Linked DNA regions of Hordeum vulgare: region 2 is linked to region 1. Evidence: chromatin contacts called from public Hi-C data. All regions are on one chromosome and are shown on one strand. Each heading gives the region's core, a stretch centred on a gene start, on an enhancer-like site or on the middle of the called end of the contact. The rest is flanking DNA. Distances are from core to core; before and after follow the strand shown. Region 1 holds the start of LOC123448752 (RGS1-HXK1-interacting protein 1). Region 2 holds the start of LOC123448754 (protein ETHYLENE-INSENSITIVE 3-like 1a).

Region 1 (3,765 bases), core at 563-3,062:
GACTCAGGCTACTCCCAATGCTCTACCTTATACAAGTGCTAAGGCTGCCACATAGGCAAAAAATCTGATGTGGCAAGCTAATTAATAGGAGAGAGATGGGTGTGGTGACCCAGGAAGAAAAATGCTAAACATGTGAACCTAGGTAAAACAATTAAATGAAAGAAATGCACCAATGGAAAAGCATTAAATAAGGAGGCTTAGCTACAATAAGCTAAGCAACTATGCATTGGAGACTTTAGTTGCTAAACTATTTAATGTGCTTAGCACCTCATCTTAGCACCAATGCATCGGAAGTGGCCTTATGGCCTTATGGACAAAAATTTGAAGAAAACACATTTTTTTAGAGAGATAGAGAGGCACGTGTCCTAGGTACGTCAGTACGTGGCATGAACTGACCGGGTCATGCATACCCGTTTATGTTTTGTCCAGGGCCGACCTACAAATATACGGGGTCCAGGGCAATACAAGAACATGGGGCCCTTTGACAAACAAAATCTCAATTGTTTTTGAAAACCAAAATAAATATGCAGTACATAGCATAAATTATTGATCTTTCTACTCTAAGAGTGAGAGTACAACTATTTATCGATCAAGAAGACCATATCGTGATAGTAATGAAACAACATAGCTCCAGAAAAATATCAATTTCCTAATTGTCAGCGGACACATCTTCTTTTTTCTTTTTTTAAAAACAAATAGCCTCGTCAAAACTGGTTGCAACTTAAAAATTTCGTGCTACCATGAGATATAAAATTAATGGATGAACTTACAATTGTCTCTAGATCATCCCTAATCTGCCATGTTCTCCACTCCAAAATTCTTTACCCAAATAATAACTATCCTGCATAAGGCATAGTAAAGCAAACTGAGTGTTTCATGTTTATACTAACTATGATGATAAAAACTCGAAGATTCCCTAGAAGAATTACTAGTTTTGAAAAACTTAGCAATTGATCCCTTTTGGGATTCTACTACTTGACAAATACTTTCTTCAAGATATGTTAATACAGGGATCAAAAGCACCTGAAAACCGATTCATGTGGATGTAAGTGGCTTATCCATACACCGGAACAGTCAGCACCAACAATAAGACACGCCTGAAGTGAACCAAATTTCTCCCTTCTTCTAATCTCCTTCGTGAGCATTCTCTCACATTTGGATCCAATGAAAAACAAAAGAATACACATGCACATGTGAACATGTGATGGATGTGCGATCTGAAATTGTAGGTGCCAGAATGTAGAGCTATTTGTCAATCAATCGTTCAATTGAGGAACAATACTACTGGGCAGAAAGAAGAACATATACCATCTTGGTCTCTCCAAAGTCCAGTTGGATGGGAAGCGCTCCAAAGTCGAGTCGATGGGGAGCGAGGAAGGAGAGCTAGTTAGGGAATGACTTAACGACGTAGGTTTCCATTAATGGCTCGTCGCGACTTTGGAAGCAGAGAGGGCGAGAGGCACGGGAGTCAGTGGCGGCGCCGTTCTCAGGAGTGTGTGATTTCGGCGAGTAGAGGAGTCGTTGGTCCATTCTTTATGCGTTCTGCGTGATGGGCTATTCTTTGAACTTTTTTTTTCGTATTTACACTAGGTTATGCTACTACGAGCTGCTACCTGAATCGGGGCCTGCCTCCCGAGAGCCCAGGGCGGGTGCCCCGTTTGCCCGGACTATGGGCCGGGACTGGTTTTGTCCAAGGCTCCAACGCAGCATTTGAAACTCTTCTCGGCCCACCGTTAAAGAAAAAAGAACTATTCTCGGCCCACGATCGAACGGGCCTAAAATAGCACTACCCAAAGAAGGGAAGAGAACGTCACGAACGTTCAGAGGAGGTGAAGAGGAAAGAGAGAGAGAGAGACCGAGAGATCCGCGAACGCACGGTCGCCGGAGAAACTGCAGGAGCCCAGTCGATGGCGTCGTCGGACACCGGCCGCACGCCGGCGCAAGGCGCGGAAGCCGCCTCCGCCTCCTCCTGGCCTCTCCGCAAGCTCCAGGTCTCGACCCCTTCCCGCTCCGTAATCATACAGAAACTTGCAATGCCTTTAATAAATCTTGGGCGGATTCGCGTGTTTCTGAGTGCCCTTCGTCATCTCAGATGTGTTATCAGGCTGTATGGAATCGCCGTGTATAACTGAATCGAATCCGTCTTTAAGATGGTGCTTGAATTTGTGTTCTTCTTCGGTTGCGATTCGATGGCAAAAAGTACTAAGCTCTTCCTATTCCATTTTTGGGGATAGAAAACCTATGCTTGGTGAATGCTATCTCGTCCCTGAACGATTCTATATTTGACTGCCATTCCCCTTGCACGCGATGCTTGTATAGCTGCACACGCATCGGCTACACTTTTTTGTTGGCTAAACCGAGATGGTATTTTTTTTTCTTTACTCCTGAAGCTTCTTTTTTCCCCTGCCGCACTAACCCTCTTTCTGGTTGCATATGTAGAGCTTCACGCCAGGGCTGTGGTCACAGTACAAAGCCTATGAGGATGTGTTTGTGGAGAGGGCTAAAGGCAAGAGCCCCCCCAGTCGGTGTATTTATTTCACTATGATGGTTCCGCAATCAATACTTGGTTTTATTTCCATTTTAGTTACTATTTCGGATGCGGTGGTTCTTGCGAGCGAGCATCAAGTTGAGGCAATTGGATGTGCAACTGTCGCAGGGTTCATCTTGTTCAGAGGTTATATTTAAAGTGTTCTGAAAGAATCTGAGATTTGTTTCTAAAGATAGGTTGCAACTTAATTTATCTGCTCAAACCAGTACCTTATATGGGTGGTTTCAATTAAGACACAAAGTTGGTTATGTCATGTCTTTGAATACGCACATAGACAAGAAATGGGACTCATTGATAGGAATTGGGGAGTGAAGGAAAACTATATAGTTTCACAAACCCTGAAACCAGAGAACATGATCCATCGACAGGCTGCCAAGTCTCTTTCCATTTGTCTTGTACCACATATCTATCCAGTTCTTCACAAATGTTCAAACTGATTTTGACCTGAGAAATACTATTCAGGAGCTAACAGGCCAGATCATCGGATATATTTCCCTTTTAGAGTTGATGTCGCAAAACCTGTTAATTCGATGCATTCTTGCTCATGTGTATTCGTTGTCTGGGCTAATGATTAGTCTTAAGAGAACATTCATTTCAGTTGCAATTGCAGTTGTTTTCTTCTTTGTTTTTTGACTGAAATACAACTAATCTTATTTCCTAGACCAATCACAATTTTAATAAAGAATCATCTCTTTTTTTTCAAGAAAACACAAGAATTATCTCTTCTTTGGAGGCTTCAGAAGTTCTGCGGAGAAATAGGCTCCATTGTTTCGATGTTGTATCCTATTTATTGGAGTATAGGCAGTATTCATGCCATATTAAAGTTCTTAAATCCTACCAGTGATTATAGTTTGGTGCCGGAGGTTATGCACATGCACTATATGTATGCAATACCTTTCCGTTTGAGGGGTGCTTCCATATATCTTTATCTGATTACAAACCTGAGCTGATCCAAGTTCAAATCAAGCCAAGCCAGGTGTATCAGGTTCTATCTTGTTTGATTTTTCTTGGTTTGCTAATTCCTTGTTCGGATGCAAACCCGGAGAACGGTACTTGGGAGAGATGTACTTTCAGTTTGGCCACCAGATACATAAGAAAATTTATGTTTTTTCCCCATGTAGTATAGCTCCCTTTTGTAATCTTAACCTAAGACTCATCATGTGTTTGGAGATTCACAAATGATCAGTTGCCATTGAACTTAGTGCAGGTGAAACTTT
Region 2 (3,835 bases), core at 376-2,875, 730 kb after region 1:
GAGCTTAAAATAGCCATAATACTATTATCTTAATAAGGTAATTAGACGGTGACTTAAGACATATGTGCTTCAGTTGCTATCTTCTTCTCCTTGTTCATAAAACATCCCAGATCTACCATAACCCGGAGACAATCATGTGGCATAAAAGCAAGTTTACCAATTGAAGCAAGCACCGGAAGGCCCGGTCTGCATGTGTTTTGGCTAAACAAAACGCACTCGATCTTATCCAACCCACACACCCCACACACCCCGCACGCACACACCTGCTATGATCCTCTTCACAAATAGGTAGATCATCACCACCTAAGGAAGGCAGCGCACGCAACTAGCAGAGGCATCTAATCTAACACGAGCTTATCTTCTTTTTCTCTCTGACATGATCATATCGGACGGCATAACTAACAGAAATGGGTGTGTTATGCATGACCATATATATAAAACGCTAACGGAAGAACGAGCCAAATAATTGAAGCAGTGATGAACGCATCTATGGGTTTTACCAAACATAATTATTTTTCTTCATGATTTTAACGGGTCCTAGCATAGCAGATCAAGGAAGGAACTGAAGCATGTGTTTTCTTTCTTTCTACTGATCATGTTTAAGCGTATGAAAGATTGCTCTGATCCAATCACATGGGCTTGGCGAAAATGATCAGAAAGCAGGGGGGACACTCCACTTTTCAAGGGGAGAAAGCCATCTTTTATGTGATGATATTTACCTGTACTACCTTTTTTTTAAGAACATTTATTTGTACTACCTAGCCAAACATGTATCGACAGTTGGAAACAAGAACATGTACCCATGTGCTCACCGAAAAGGAAACAAAGTAGTAGTATAGTCTACAAAAGGGGAAGATAACAATAGAGAAAATGGATCAAGCAGGCATCAAAATGGAGAAGAGACGGGAAATTTTCCCTCTCCTGAGAAGAGAAAACAGGAATAGCATTCCATTCCTTGCTGACAAAACAAAATAAAATCCTTCCAAAAACGCTAGGTGCTACTACTATATATTCCAGATTTCCAAAAGAAAAGAAAGAAGGGAACTCTTGTAATTGGACTTGTCCAAAAATATCTCCCCAGAGCAATGAAAAAGAAGAGCGAAGAAGCACAAACTGGAATTGATAACTGCTGCAGAAGCAACTCTAGGACGGACCCCGGAAAATATCCAGAGAGAAAAAAAATACCCAAAAGAAGGAAGCATGGTCGCATATAGCTAGCCTATCGCAGAGGTCCTAGCCAATCAAGAGCACGGACAAAACACATGATAAAGGGATAGATTAGGAAGAAGAAGCATATGATGAAGGCACACATGAACGCAAAAGGGAGATGGCAGGGAGGGCAGCATGAGCTCACCTGCGTCGATCTCCCTCCCACTTCTAGTTTTTATCCGGTTTTCACCTTTGCCATGACCTGGGAGAGCTAGGAAGAGGGGCGGAGAGAAGAACAGCGAAGGGAGGGTGGGGGAAAGGGGGAGAGAAGAAGGCACGAGGAGAGGAGAGGGGAGATGAGATAAGAACAGGCCAAGGGAAGGGGGGGAGGAGACCACGGCGCAAGAGCACAAAGCAGCAGCTAATAGGCGGCAAGTGGGTGTGGGTGGCGCTCGGGCGCAACAGCGACAGGGACCCCTTCCATCTTATAATCGCCCCCTTTCCTTTATATTATAGAGCAAAAATGGTGCTAGTCCCACGCACGAACCGCCGCTGCGCTGCGATGTGGTAAGTGAAATTTCACGGCCGCGACAGCGCGCCGCCCGGCCTCGGCGAGGTTAAAGAAAAGGTCTGGTGGCCTCTCTCCCTGTGACGCGTGGGGTCCCAGTCGGTGCGCTCCGTAACGTGGGGTCCGACCGCCGCGGGAGCGCGTGAGCTACGGACAATGCCGCTACAGGTTTGGAGCCAAGTTTACTGTTTTGCCCTATCGTGGACTCTCTCCAGACTTGGTTGGCTGTGGGCCATGATCTTCTGCGCGCAGCAGCTCGCGAGAAGTCTTCTTCCTAGGGGACGTTTTCTTGCACCATTTTGCTCATTTCGGGGCTTAGAGCATCTCCAATAGATGAGGTGATGTAAAATAGGAGACAAAAACACAATGATGTAAAATATACATCAGCAAAAACGTGTTGTTTGGTGCATCGAAGGTGTCGAGCTTTAATAGATGATGTAAAATAAGGCACGAGGTTTCCAATAAATAATCTAAAATAAAGGGTGGCCTCACCCATTTTATACTAAACTTTATCAAACAAATATATAATTGAACACAAAATACATATCTTAACCACAAATAAAGTGCATCACACCAAAATAATCCACACAAACATAGTGCCCGAAAGTATTTCAAACAAAAGTTTTATATTTAAACAATAAAATAGATAAATAAAAGGCACTCAAACTTCAGCTTCTTATTCGTCGATCTTCTCCTTGTCGCAATTGCTATCTTTCTCTTCTTGCACGGTCTCCGAACCATTCATTGTCGTAGCAACATTGGGAGTCATATTGCCACCTACATATACATCATAGTCGTATCCTCCCATGCCGGCATTCATACCTCCACCCATCATGATCATGTATCCTCCCATAGTGGCATTCATACCTCCTCCCATTTGTGCACCATATGATCTCCCATCATGTTCATCATGCTCATTTGTTTCATTGCCAACATTTGATCATGACAAAGATCAATATGTGTCTTCTCCTTCGCATCCATACCACATGTATCCATGAACATAAACTTTTGCTCTCTTTCCTCCTTAAGTTTGCGCTCCTCGACCGCCAACTTCCTCTCTTCCAGCTCCACCTTGCGCTCCTCGATGTCGGCCCTCCTCTCATCTGCCGCAATCTTCCTCTCCTCGGATGCATTCCTTGCCTTTATTTCTTGTAACTTGAGCATCTTCTTCTCTTTGGCATACTCCTTGTGTGCATTCACTATTGCTTCAAACCCCTCTTTGAGATCACTATCTCCTACTTTTGAGCCTTTCTATTTCTTCCTTCCATCTGACCTCTTTGTCTTGGGTTTGGCAACGTTGTCTTCACCACTTCCATCATTCTCATCGTCTTCATCAATCTCCACCGCCTTTCTCTTGTTTGGAATTTCATACAAATCCCTGTTCTTCCACTTCTCCTCATTTTCAAGCTCACTGCAACAATGATGTAATGTAAATGGTCCCCCTTTCTTCTTCTTATCTCCTTTCTTCCCTTTTCTTTGGAATAAACCTTGAGCAATGCTTACCTACATGAAATATAAACCAGATTGTGTTAGACATAAAATAGAAAGCAAGTGCAATACTTACATTAAATAGAAAGCAAACAAGTAAATTTCACCTGATCATCATAGTTACAACCATTTGGATTCATTTTTTTCCACATTTGCCAAACAAGCAGACCACTTTTTACATTCACTATTAATAGTGTTCCATCGGTGACGGAGGGAAACATACGATCGTACAAACCCACTAGTGTTTCACTCGCAAAAAAATCCTTCATCCTCAACCAATATGTGTTGGACGCTTGATTGGTTCCAACAACCGCATCAATAGAAACTCTCTTCCATGTCATGCAAATCAACACATTTCTTCATTGCTATAATTCACAACTCTACCCTTCGAGTTAACAAAATCTTCATCTTCTATGTCAAGATTATCTTCATGATCATGTTCTTCAAAATCTTGACTAGGAAAATCTTGATTGCCAACATTTGTATATTGTAAAAATGATTCATCATCAATGCTACATTATAAACATGAACAACTAAATCATATAAACAACATGCTAATGAAAAACATGAAAAAATTTACCCTTCTTCAGCAAAGAAGGGATCAATTGCCGGAAGAGTCGGCGTGCTTGT

Evidence for each region. Hi-C and Micro-C count contacts between places; a contact is called where the count stands out from the background.
Region 2: a contact with region 1 is called in a Hi-C map of seedling, with 4 times the contacts expected there. The contact joins the promoter of LOC123448754 here to the promoter of LOC123448752 in region 1. A contact is called at or near these places in 1 of 6 Hi-C or Micro-C datasets (seedling) and 1 of 1 datasets of contacts at active chromatin or transcription factors (embryo).

The regions. Positions count from the first base shown.
Region 1 is chr4H:406,960,791-406,964,555 of MorexV3_pseudomolecules_assembly, forward strand. LOC123448752 (RGS1-HXK1-interacting protein 1) reads left to right here and starts at 1,813. Exons shown (of 7, transcript XM_045125749.1): 1 at 1,813-1,991; 2 at 2,440-2,506. The coding sequence starts at 1,908.
Region 2 is chr4H:407,694,810-407,698,644 of MorexV3_pseudomolecules_assembly, forward strand. LOC123448754 (protein ETHYLENE-INSENSITIVE 3-like 1a) reads right to left here and starts at 1,626. Exons shown (of 2, transcript XM_045125751.1): 1 at 1,355-1,626.